Regions from separate parts of the Rattus norvegicus genome. Here region 1 is linked to region 2. Evidence: chromatin contacts called from public Hi-C data. All regions are on one chromosome and are shown on one strand. Each heading gives the region's core, a stretch centred on a gene start, on an enhancer-like site or on the middle of the called end of the contact. The rest is flanking DNA. Distances are from core to core; before and after follow the strand shown. Region 1 holds the start of Cd2ap (CD2-associated protein). Region 2 has its middle 58 kb from the start of Cd2ap.

Evidence for each region. A called contact is a pair of places that touch in the nucleus more often than the background predicts.
Region 1: a contact with region 2 is called in a Hi-C map of liver, with 3 times the contacts expected there. The contact joins the promoter of Cd2ap here to the enhancer-like site in region 2. A contact is called at or near these places in 7 of 12 Hi-C or Micro-C datasets (the A7r5 cell line, the Rat2 cell line, Schwann cells and 3 more).

What each region holds. Positions count from the first base shown.
Region 1 is chr9:25,581,526-25,587,839 of GRCr8, reverse strand. Cd2ap (CD2-associated protein) reads right to left here and starts at 3,865. Exons shown (of 18, transcript NM_181475.3): 1 at 3,509-3,865. The coding sequence starts at 3,512.
Region 2 is chr9:25,522,891-25,529,442 of GRCr8, reverse strand. No RefSeq gene overlaps it. Among named protein-coding and RNA genes, the nearest start is that of Cd2ap, 58 kb to the left of the region's middle. Within about 2 kb of position 4,777, at least 8 of the 93 cell types and tissues checked have an H3K27ac peak or open chromatin away from gene starts, as enhancers often do. A contact at or near this core is called in the A7r5 cell line and liver, where this site is marked.

The sequences.
Region 1 (6,314 bases), core at 2,616-5,115, 59 kb before region 2:
CTCCAAAAATGTTTATCTGTTTTTTTGAGAAAGAAGCGTTCGGGACTGGAAAAATGGCGGCCATAGTTAAGAGTGGAGCACTGGCCGCTCTAACTGTCTATAACTGTAGTGACCTGGGATCGGATGCTCTTTCTTATTACGTAGGCATACAGGCAGACAAGACACCCAAATGCAACAAATACATAAATAAATAAATTTGAAAAAAAAAGCAATGCCTTTCTGCATCCCCAATGTCTCTAGTAGTATAAATCCTAAAGTTTTTCCAAAGCATTTAAACATTTCAAGTGAGTAACAGTTTCTCACAATGTATCTAGTACTGAAAACAATGTATACAATTTTTGTCAAGTTGTAGCATACAGAATTCAACTTATGTCTTAACACAAAATCATCTTACTGGTCCTTGAAGATAATATTCTGCTTTCAGCAAAGATCAAACTTCACACACAAATTAGAACTGCAGAAATCTTTTGACAATCCAAGTTCCACCAGCAATATTCTAAGCATTGTTATGTCATTCACTCACCTAATAACCTGAGATTGGCACTTCTCACCAATTTATGGACCAATAAACCGAAGCACAGAGAAGCTAAATTAACTTTCCAAGTTGCAAAGCTTGTAGGCAAGATCTCAGGAAGTCCCTGTCCAGAGCTCTTTTCCTTTCTTAGACAGTTTCATATAGCCTAGGAAGGCCTTGAGTGGACTGTGTGACCAAAGCTGGCCTTGAATTCTCCAATTCCTGCTTCTACTTCCAAAGTAATACAGGTCTAGGCTTCAGAAACTCTCTTAACTAGCCAGCTGTGTCTCTTCACCTCATAAGAATCCATGATCATCTCAAAACAAAAACAAAAATAAAACTTAGCTTTATTTAGTAACGAATTAGATAAAACATGAGTATTTTAAACCGCATCTTTTAAAAAAAATTGTGTGTGTGTGTGTGTGTGTGTGTGTGTGTGTGTGTAGGCCATGTCAAGGGGTGCCCTTATAAACCGGATGAGGGTATCAGATTCCTTGGTAAGTCACCCAATATGAATGCTGGGAACCAAATTAGGGTCCTTTGAGAGAACAGAGAGTGGGTTGGGGATTTAGCTCAGTGGTAGAGCGCTTGCCTAGCCAGCGCAAGGCCCTGGGTTCGGTCCCCAGCTCCAAAAAAAAAAAAAAAAAAAAGGGGTTGGGATTTAGCTCAGTGGTAGAGCGCTTGCCTAGGAAGCGCAAGGCCCTGGGTTCGGTCCCCAGCTCCGAAAAAAAAAAAAAAAAAGAACCAAAAAAAAAAAAAAAGAACCAAAAAAAAAAAAAGAAAAAAGAAAAAAAAAAAAAAGAGAGAGAGCAGAGAGTGCTCTTAAGAGCTCAACTATATCAAGATGCATCCTAAATTTTAAGAACTAAAGACAACTGGGTGGAAGTGACAGTAAGGCCTATAATCCCAGCAGCAAAGAGGCTGAGGCAGGAAAATCATCACCTTGAGTTCAAAACCAGCCTGGATCACAGGCTAAGGAGATCTTATCTTTAAAGTGCAAGAAAGAGGGCAAGTAGCAAACTCAACAAATTATTTATTAGAGGAAACTCTTTAACACGAACTTGAGGGTTTTAATAAATACACAACCAATAGATTTTTAATAGAGGCACATTCATCTGCAAATGTTTCACAAACCCCCAAAGTAACAGACCTTCAAAGCACAAAAGGCCTGTGGCCAATAAATACAGGTATTATTAGGTAAAAATACCTTCTATTTACTTTTCTTAAGTAAGACCTTAGCTGGGTACAGTGGCTTTAATCTTAGCATTTGTGAGGCAGAGGCAGGTGGGTCTCTGAGTTCAAGGCTAGCTTGATCTACAGAGTGTGTGCCAGGACAGCCAGAACTACACTGTAAGAACCTGTCTAAAGAGAGAGACAGAGGGAAGACCTTACTGTCAAGTATGGACCTACTGATTCTCCCCTATGCAGAATCACAAAGTTCAATGATCTCCACGGTATAAAAAAAACTGAGAACGGGGAAGGTGAAAGTAAACAGTAATGAGAGTTTCAAGCCCATCGAGTAACAAGGAAAGGTACTTAAAATAATTGCAAACTGCAAAGAACTGTTTCTTCTTCTAGCACCTGGCCCAACCGTCTACACAAGATCCAAGGTGGTTAAAAGGGCTCACAGCAACTCAACGCGTCACAAAATGATGACTCTAAACCATCAAAAGACATTTAATTACATTCTGCATCCTGACTTAAGACAGATAAGAATTGTATACTTAATTTTAGCTTTTCATCCCAATCAGTTAAGCTAGCTTTTGATGCTTTAGAATAAGCCTGCAATTACCCCGTAAACTGAACTAATCAAGTGGAAAGGAATTCATTTGAAAGTCCCTAACAGCAAATGTTTGTCTCCTGAGTCAAAAAGCACTTGGTGTATAAAAGGTACACAAAGCAGGAGGGAAGCAGAGGGAGCATAAAATTAGAAGCTCTAAGAAAACAGAATAGCCAGTGTCTGTAAACACTAGCTAAATTCGTCTCCCACAGAACAAAGTGTGGGCACAGGGTGCCACATCAGCAGAGCTCCGGTTTTTGTCGGGCTTCTAAATCATCCGTTAGTTTCATGAATTATTAATTTCAGTAATGGTTGAAGCAGCATCGACTCTCAACCGAGAACGTGATAATGTCTTTCTGATTTATACCACAAAACCAAATATGGGTTTTACAACTTGCTGAAACACTTTTGCCTTGTGGTGACACCAAGCTGGTTTTAAAAAAAATACCTTTACTTTACTTTTAATTTATAAACATTCGAGGGAGTTCGTGTCTAGCCCAGACGCAACTTCTGTTATCAAAAGAACTGCTACACCACTTATCAAAACTCCTTTTCAAAGTACGCCGCGTCGCTTGCTCGCTTTCTCTAACTCCAAACGAAAACCTAAAGAACGCACAGAAAAACAACCTTGTGGCCCTGTACTTTTTCCTCCCCTCCAAGAAGGAAGTCTCACTCCAAACAGGAAACAGCTCCTCCAGAGGTTCCAACTAGGAATCCTAGAATACCGAACCCCAATCCAGTCCTCAGGAGGAAATTGGCTGTGCTGCTAGGTGCCAACACACCTGACAAGGGAGACGACGAACACCAGGAAAACGATTTCAAAAACTGACCCAAGAAAAGGGGAAGGTGAGAGTAGACACAAATCACTGCCAAAAAGCCCAGCCGATCGCGAACTGAAGAATTAAGTATTTTCTGTGCTTCGAATTATCTATGACAAAATGTCTGTGTCTGTGCGCATAGTGGATGTGGGGGTGTGAGTGCATTTTTTTTTTTAAATCTCAATCTGTACCAAGCCTCCGAGTAGCAGAGCGGCAAGCGCCACTTTGTCAAGTTCGCGATCGCCCTCCCCCATCCAAGCTGGGGTTACCAGAAGGCGCGGGACCGCGGATCACGGGTTCGAGCCACGCTGTCCGCGAAGGACCGGCGAGGGGAGATCGCCCGACTGGACCCGACCCGCATGCGAGGAGCCCAGCGGCGGGCGCGGCGATGCTTACCCATGCTGCGGCTCTGGCGAGGAAAGCGTGGCCCCGCGGCCCCTTCTGTGCACCGTCTCAGGCGCGGCGGGGAGACGCCTCCATCCGCCCGCGGCGCGCTCGGCCGCTCCTCAAGCCCGGCCTCGGCCGCGGCCCCGGCAGGCGGGGGCGAGCGGGGTCCGCGCCTGCGCACAGTGCGCACTCAGCCACGCTCCCGGACCGCTTCCGCTCGCCGCTGGCTGAGGCACCGGCGGGGTCTCGCACAGACAGTCCCTACCCACTCCCTCTGAGACTGAGCGCGCCAAGCTCGTGACCAAGGTGGAACCCACGGGCAAGAGTGAAGAGAATTGGGACCCGGCTGGGGCGAAATCTCGCGAGAATGGTCTGGGCGTCCCGGCCACGCCCCCTGCGGCCCCCGCGCGCCACCCAGACTCCCGCAGCTGGTGCCAGGTGCGGTGACGTCACAGCGGGGGCGCACAACACCCTCGTCCAGGTGCGGGTACTTGGTCTCCCGGAGATGCGCGACAGCTGGCTGCGGGTCCCAGACAGATACCAAAGAGGGTTCTGCAAAGTGAGCCCCGGTTGCCCTACTTTCTTTTCTGCAAAGATGTCGCTTGTGAGAGATCTAAGAGAGGAACAACTAGGGGAGCGAGCACTCTTAGCTTCGATGTTAATGGCGGGAACCGCAAGTGTGGGGACCCCACAGTTCACCTACAGAGTTCCCTGTGGGGCCAAAAGCAGTGCTCTTCTTTGGGACGGAGGTGGCACGAAGTGAACTGTTTCATAGGAATACATTACTGTATTCCTTGAGTCTCTTATTGGCCAAAGATGACTTCCTACTCCCTCTGTTGAAATAGAAATCGTTCTAAATTAGGCATCGTGGTTTGAAACATTGCCAGCCATTTTTTTTCCCTAGAGTCAATATGAAAGCCGGTGTAGGATTATTGTAATCAAACAGGAGCTTTCTTCGAATTATTGACAAATTTAATTAATTCAACCTTACTTTTCCTCCCGTCCTATTTGAAAAGAGAAAAAGAAAATCAACTTCAAGGCCTGAGCAAATATGGGGAAGCAACATGTGTTGACTGCCAACTATTGTGCCTAGTGCTTTTTCAAGAAATTATGTCATTGAATTCTCACACTTGAACTGCCTTGCCCATTGGAACCTGGCCGACTTGGGTCTCTGAAATTCAACCTTGCCGTTTATTTATTTTTTTTTTTTGTAAGTCCTTGGGTGAATGATCCTGACTGGAGCTTTAGCAGTTAAATGTGTTAAAAAGAAATCTTCCTAGTGTAGAATATGCCTCAAGAGTAGGAACTTTGTAAATATCCATTCCTACTATCTCCTATAGCCCCGCTTTGGGAACCTTTCACTATGTCAAAAACAGGTTGCCCTGGTGATTTTGAAACAAAACTTGTAAGGTTTACAGTGGATAAAAGAGTTGCAATTAGTTTTGTCCAAGAAGAAACAAGGAAAACATTGCATTTGCACAAGTAAACAAGATGTCAGCTGAGGATTGTTGAAAGCTCAGGACACTGGCTTGTATTAGTCAAGGAATATTTATTAAGCGATATTTTCACTGTCTCCTACCAGGCAAAGAACACATAAAAAATTCATAGCCTTTATCCTCAGTGACTTTGCATTCCAGCCCAAAGGCAAGACATAAACACATAAACTTAGTAAACAGCCTAAAGCAGACCAAGTTGGGTTGTGAGAACTTAAAGGAAATTAAGTTATGACCAGCAAAGTCTCAGGGAGAGGGACTGGACAGAAGAGAGATAAACCCGAAAAACTATCACAATTCTAAAGCTAGTCATGTCTTCCAAAGAGAAAACTAGGAAATGCAGAAATGTATTTCTTTTTACATGTATGTGTGAGTTCCTGAAGGTCGTGCACCACATGCTTGCCTGTTCCTATGGAGACCAGAAAAGGTCAATAAATCCCCTAGAGCTGGAATTCCAGGCAAGTTTGAGCCACCAGATGTGAGTGCCGGAACCAAACCCAGGTCCTCTACAAGAGCAGCAAGTGCCTTTAACTGAGCCAGCTCTTCAGCCCCCAGAAGTTGGTTTTTAAACTTTAGAAACTGCATGTGGACAGTACTTCCTAGAGCCAGCAAGATTGTGGGTAAAGGAATCCTTACGGTTCGAGTATTCCTAATTAAAGTACTTACCAAACTGTGCAAATGTTAATTCATCAATTATCAACTCTTCACATTCCAGGCCAATGGGTTCTTTTCACACTGACTATTTACACACACACACACACACACACACACACACACACACTTTTTACTCTTCTTCACGGTAAACATGTTAATCTGGCATGTTACATATATGACTGACACGATTTCCAACCAATGCAAATGATGCCTATCTACCATCATGTTTTCCTAAAGTTTTCTTAGGACCTAATCAAAAAATAAATAACTGCGTTGAAATATTTTCCTGTTGGTAAGAACTATTTTACGGGTTGTGGATTTAGCTCAGTGGTAGAGCGCTTGCCTAGCAAGCGCAAGGCCCTGGTTCGGTCCCCAGCTCCAGAAAAAAAAAAAAAAAAAAAAAAAAAGAACTATTTTACAAAGACCAATATAGTACAGAAGTGTTGGCAGTTCCTCTAGGCTCCGTCCAACAGTTACCTAGCAACTAGCAATCATTTTTGCTTGCCAGGTAGGAGTCAACCTGACATAAAAGAATTATTCAGCTACCCAGGTGTCTCTCTGTCTGTCTGTCTGTCTCTCTCTCTCTCTCTCTTTCTCTCTCTCTCTCCCCTCCCACATGTTCCTGACTCCACCTTTCTCTCTTCCTCTCTCCTCTCTCTTTCTGTCAC
Region 2 (6,552 bases), core at 3,528-6,027:
TGGCTTCTGGGCCATACAATCTCCCAACAAACTTCCTGCCTCTCTGGCTTTTAGCATTTTTCCACCTCCTTTTCTGTAATCATACCTGAGACTTAGGTACAGAAGTACGGTGTAGATGTATATGTATTGGTTGAGACTATGCTCTGGAACTCGAGCTTTTGTAGGGTCGTGGCAGCCAATGGCCACCATCTGTTGTAAAGATAAGGTTACTTGATGAACACGAGGCCCGCCCTTTTCTGTGGGTGTAAAGACAAGCATTTAGAATGTAGTTAGGGATTGTGCTGGGCTAGTAACGTGGCAGTTGCAGGTTCTCCTCCAAGATCTGTGACTTACTTCTCTAGCTCTAAGCAGTTGACTAGGTTTCTAGTGAGTGGGTCTAAAGTCCAATCAGAGAGCTTTTGGTTACGATCAAGACGTACGCGCCGCTACTGCACTCTCCGGTCACTGAGCTATGCTGGCTGTTGTGGTTCATAGGCTTCGTGGCTGGATAGGACTCTTGGTTACTTCCTTCTTCCTTCGGGAGCTTGCATGGTGCCTTCTGACACCACGGAAATTAGTACTCAGGCAAAAAGCCTTCAGGTCATTCTAGCTCAGGGTCCTCTGGGCTCTGTGTCTGAAATACATGGCGTCTTCAACAACAGGGACTTACCTTCTATGTCTGGGAGGCGGGGCATGCAGAGACAGTAACAATAACCTATAATGTTTTGGGAGTCTCTTGGACAACCCTAACCAACACCTCAAAAGGGAGCCTCTCATGGCAGGTATTGGGCTTTTGTCAAACAGTCTCTGCCTTCTGGAGGGAGTATTGTCAAGTCAGATAGGAAAATTTCATTTAAACTGTATATTTAGATGTATACACTAACTTGTATGTACTATACATACTTTTAGATAGATAGTTAATTGTAAGGTACCTTATAACTCTTTCCGATATTCTTTTTTTTTTTTTTGTTCTTTTTTTCGGAGCTGGGGACCGAACCCAGGGCCTTGCGCTTCCTAGGTAAGCGCTCTACCACTGAGCTAAATCCCCAGCCCCTCTTTCCGATATTCTTACTGTTATTTTGTCTTCTTCCTTCTTCCATGTTTATATCCCTCCCCCATTCCTAATTAGAGACCCCTCCCACGTTTTCCCATTTACCCCATCCGATCACTTGTAACTTGCTATTCTACCGTCTATGGCTTTCCCCACCTCCCACGCCCCCAAACGTCCCTTCTTACTTTCCTAGTTTCTGTAGTCACTCCCAGTTTTGTAGTCACATAAGAAGATTTGGAACTAGGAGCCTCATCTGGGAGAGAACATTGGACGTTTGTCTTTCTGCATCTGGTTCACCTCACTCAATTTGAAGCTTTTTAGTTCGATCCATTCATCAGGCTAGATCCTGGAGAATGATCTTGTGTGTGTGTGTGTGTGTGTGTGTGTGTGTGTGTGTGTGTGTGTGTGTGTGTGTGTATACACATGTGTGTTTATGATGCATATGTGTGTGAGCACAGGTTTGGAGTCAATCTCTTTTATCTTGTTGAGTTGGAGTTTCTCTCTTGATTTGGCCATGCAGCAAGCTCAAGGCTAGCTGGCTTGTGGGTTTCTGGGGGGATCTCAGGAGTGTTAGAATTACATGTGTCTACCACTGCGTCCAGTTTTTAGAAACATATAATTTTAATGTTTTAAAATTTATTTTTATTTTATTTTATGTAGATAGATGATTTGCCTGCATGTATGTCTGTGTACCACTTGTATGCCTGGTGCCCAAGGAAGCCTGAGGAGGCGGTTGGAACCCCTGGGACTGCAGTTACAGATAACTGTGAGTCTGGGTGGTTGCTGGGAATCAAACCTGGGTCCTATGCAAAAGCAGCTAGTGTTCTTAACCTCTGAGCTACCTCTTTGGCTCTCTATATTTTATGCTTCTGTGTGCATATGTGCATGTGAGTGAAGTTTCCTTCAAAGACCAGATCAGATTCACTGGGGCTGAAGTTATAAACTGTTGTGTGATGCCCAACGTGGATGCCAGGAATCAGACTCAGGTCATCTGAGAGGACAATGTAAACTCTTGACCAGCCCCTAATTTATCTTTTTTATATGAGTTCCAGGGGTTGAACTCTGCCCATCATGGTGGAAACCATTATTCCCATTGAGCCATCTTTGTGATATTTATTTATTTTTATTACTATTTTATTTATTTATTACTATTCTACACAATGGGGTTCATCTTGCCATTTTCTTTTTCCCCTTTTCTTTTTTTCGGAGCTGGGGACCGAACCCAGGGCCTTGCGCTTGCTAGGCAAGCACTCTACCACTGAGCTAAATCCCCAACCCCCATCTTGCCATTTTCTTGCAAGTATGTAATGATGTGAGTTAGCCACACTCACCCTGCTGCTCCCCTCTCTTGTCCCCTCCCCTCCCTGCTGACCCCCTTCATCTTCCCATGGCTTCTTCTTTTTCTCCTTAAACTATCTTTTAGGACTATGACAGTTAGGTTAAACTAAAAGTAACAAGTAATAAACATTGTATCCCCGTATATTTGTGCATATTTGTATATATTCATGTATGTATATATTTAAACAGACAATACATTTAATTCATGAAGCAATTCTAGAACAATGAAAAATGTAAATGCATTGATTTGAATCTATCTAGCTATATCTATCTTGGTAATTATTATATCACTCACCCATATTGCCTATCCTATTGCTTCTCCCCTCAGAGTAGCCTAGCCCCTTTGCACACTGGGCTGGACAGGAGGCTTAACAGGGGCTGGTAGATGCTGGCAGGATCTTGACTAGTGGTGAGGTCGAGGGTAAAGAACCTAAGTGGGAACAGCTTTGGAGAACTGTTCAGTTTATTGAGAGGAAAGGGGGTAATTACACCCCTGGGGAGGGGGGCAGGGTCGCTGGGGCAAGATTTGTGTGGCCATCCATGTACAATTGGCCAGAGCAGGGGTGTGGGAAGATACTTCATCTGCATAATTAGGGGTTGGGAGTGGGGTGTGGGAACCTTTTATGAGCAAAGAAGGACTGAAGTCTGAAACTGTCAGGGCAGTAAATTCTTACTAGGGTTGATGGTGGGTCAGCAGATTTTATGGTGCCGGAGGGAGGAAGGGAGCCAACTTCTGCAGTCCTCATCTAAGGTATCCAGGGCTGAAGATGCCTTGACCCTTCCTTCTTTTATTAATCCTGGGCCATTAGGGTCCTATACCATATTAACATTATCACACATTTTATCTCTTGAGCACTTAGTAACTTAAACAACATTAAGTCTATAAACAAAGCCATAGAGAGATGACATGACAAGGGCTGATGTGGAAAGTTCAGAGTGGGTTTTGAACAGAAAGATTGAACTGATCCTCTCAGTGCCAGAGGCCAACATGTCAATTCCTCAACAAAAACATAGCACTGCCTTTTAGTTTTATATTAAGGAGAGTAGCTACATCTTTTATGTGGGTAGCCAAGAGATTCAAGCCTGGTTTTAAAGGGTCTTGGTCAGTGATTCTCAACCTGTATGTCTGAGGCCCCTTTGGAGATCCTATATCAGTTATTTACATTATGATTCATAACAGCAGCAAAATGACAGATATGACGTATCATCAAAATAATTTTATGACTGGGACCCAACACGGGGAACCGTATTAAAGGGTTGCAGCATTAGGAAGGTTAAGAACCATTGTTAAATCTAGTGGTTTAGGATCCTTAGCAAAGCCACCTGATTTTGCCCCAAGGAAGGCTGTTTTCAGGAAGGCAAAGCCTGTGAAGTGAAATGCCCACTCAACTCAAGATTCTTTCCAGAGGCTGACAGAAATTAGGTGGGTGTGGATGTATTTACTCTCGATTCCATTCCAGGGAGGTGACTCAGAATTCCGAAGGTCCCTGGACCAACCACCCATAGCTTCTCTCTGGGCATACTTTAACTCTGATGCTATGACTGATTGATTGCAAACTATGTTGCTTCCTGGCTGCCTACCGGGTATGGGGTTGGTGGAGGGTGAGAAGAGAGGAGTCAGGAATCCCACCTGCTTGTTCTTAGGATAGGATGGAGAACAGAATTCGAAGGAGGAAGGCAAGAGAAAGAGAGGAGAGAGATACTGTTTGGTTTGTCTTGTTGACAAAATATTTGCCCAGATCAAAGCAGAAGATACTGAGGTCCACCCAGTTAGGAGGTCATGTAATAGGGAATTTTGTCAACATGGCTAAACATTTAGATATATAATATATCTAGCAACCAAACACTTCCAAACACATGTCTTGTCATCTTTCAGTCTTTCTGGTTTTTCATTCAGCTGCCAGTCATCTGCAGGAGAGGTTATCTAGGATGTGTGTGTGTGTGTGTGTGTGTGTGTGTGTGTGTGTGTGTGTGTGTGAGAGAGAGAGAGAGAGAGAGAGAGAGAGAGAGAGAGAGATTTTACACATGGCTGTGACCAGGAACACATAGGTATGGGTGCTGAGAATCCAAATTGGGTCTCTGGAAGAGCATTAAGCTCTCTTAACCACTACACTCTCTCTCCAGCCCCTGGAAGAGGCTTTCTAAAGGAACTTTATTATATTTGAAATTAACTTAGTACTTAATTATCATGTAGTCGTGGTTTATTTCTTGAGGAAAAACTAGAAAAGGGGAAGCTATCTTGTGTTTAGAAAATCAGAAGAAATTAATTTGTTCTTAAATTGTCCTCCTCCCCCTGCCCCAGGCCCCCGTTTCTTACTGAGAATGGCGAAGGGAAACTCCACATGATCTTAATTACTAATGGCTAAGGTTCGATAGGCTGGTTAATATTTACCCATAGTAAACAGGATTTTCCCAGTTTATTCAGACTCAAAGCATTTCTTGACTGAAAGTAATGACCCAATAACTTCCAGAGCCAAGAACATGATAGCTGGATGAATTCCTTTTTATTTATTTATCGTTTGAGGCAAGGTCTCACATATCACAGACTAGCTGGAAATTCACGACCTGCCAGCCTTGAACTTCTGGTCCTCCTGTCCCCACGTTCTAGACTGAGACTACAGGTGCGTGGCCCTATGCCCGGCCCTTTCCTTCTTCAGCACTAGGAAAATTAAACCAAGTGATTCAAAGCATTGGCTACTCCTTCAGATTCAACTCCCAACACCCACATGGACCCAAACAACTGTTCATAACTCCATTTCCAGAGGATCCAACACCCTCATACAAACATACAGACAGGCCGAACACCATGCACACAAAATAAAAAAGAAATACATCGTTTTTAAAAGGAAAGAAAAATTGAATGGAATCATGAATTTCCTTTAAAATCTAGGAATGAGCTAGATATGAGGCATATATTTTAATCCCGGCAGAGGCATGTGGATCTTGATGAGTTTGAGGCCAACCTCATCCATGTAGTGAGTTCCAGGGCAGCCAATGCTACATGGGTGAGAGCTTAGGAATAGGCTGGTGAGGTGGCTCACTGGGTAAAGGTGGCCTGCTCCCTGGCACGAGGTCCTGAGTTTGATCACCAAGCGTCTCCTACAAGTTGTCTTCTGACCTTCCCATCCCTCCCCAATAAATATTTAAATCAATAGAAACAAGAAACCCAAGGAATGGGCTGTTGAGTTGGCGCAGCAGGGAAGTGCACTTCCTGTCAGGCCAGAGGATGTGAGTTTGATCTCTGAGCCCCATCTTGAGGAAGGGGAGGAAAATTGACCTCTGATCTCCATATGTGTGCCTTGGCCCATGCACACAGCCCTTACCCAAATTAAATAAAACCTAATAATAACTGATGGTTTGTATGTGCTTAGGCCAGGGAGGGGCACTATTAGGAGGTGTGGCCTTGTTAGAGTAGGTGTGGCCTTGTTAGAGTAGGTATGTCACTGGGCATGGGCTTAAGACCCTCATCGTAACTGCCTGGAGGTCAGTCTTCCACTAGCTGCCTTCAGGTGATGATGTAGAACTCTCAGCTCCTCCTGAACCATGCCTGCCTAGATGCTGCCATGCTCCCACCTTGAGGATGATGGACTGAACCTCTGAAACTGTAAGCCAGCCCCAATTAAATGTTGTCCTTATGAGACTTGCCTTGGTCATGGCGTCTGTTCACAGCAGTAAACCCCTAAGACAAATAACAACAACAACAACAACCACAATACTAAGAATAATTTGATGTCAAAGTAGTTGGGTAGGGGAGATAGTCCATTGGTAGAGTGCTTGCCTAAGAAGCTAGCGCTTCTCACCATAGGGACCCTGATGCTGGCAGCTGGACACAGAACAGCTCCCAGGCTTTGCAACAACTGCCTGGGTACATTAACACTCAACAACAGCAGCAATACAGATTCAAGGTGGAACTGCATTAACTGCATTAAGCAACTTAAATTGGAAAGGGTTTTTCTTGAGCCACTGCATGCCTGTCATTCCAGTGTTTGGGAGGTGGAGACAGGAGCGCTAGGAATTTGAAGTCATTCTTTCTACATAGTAAGTTACGGGCCAGAGAGGGATGCCTGAGACCCTGTTTCAAAAGCTGCACAAACAGTAAAGCAACCAAAGGGGCCAAGAGTGTGGCTTAGCAATACACCTCTGGCCTAGCATGTATGCAACTCCGGGTTTGATCCTCAGTGCTG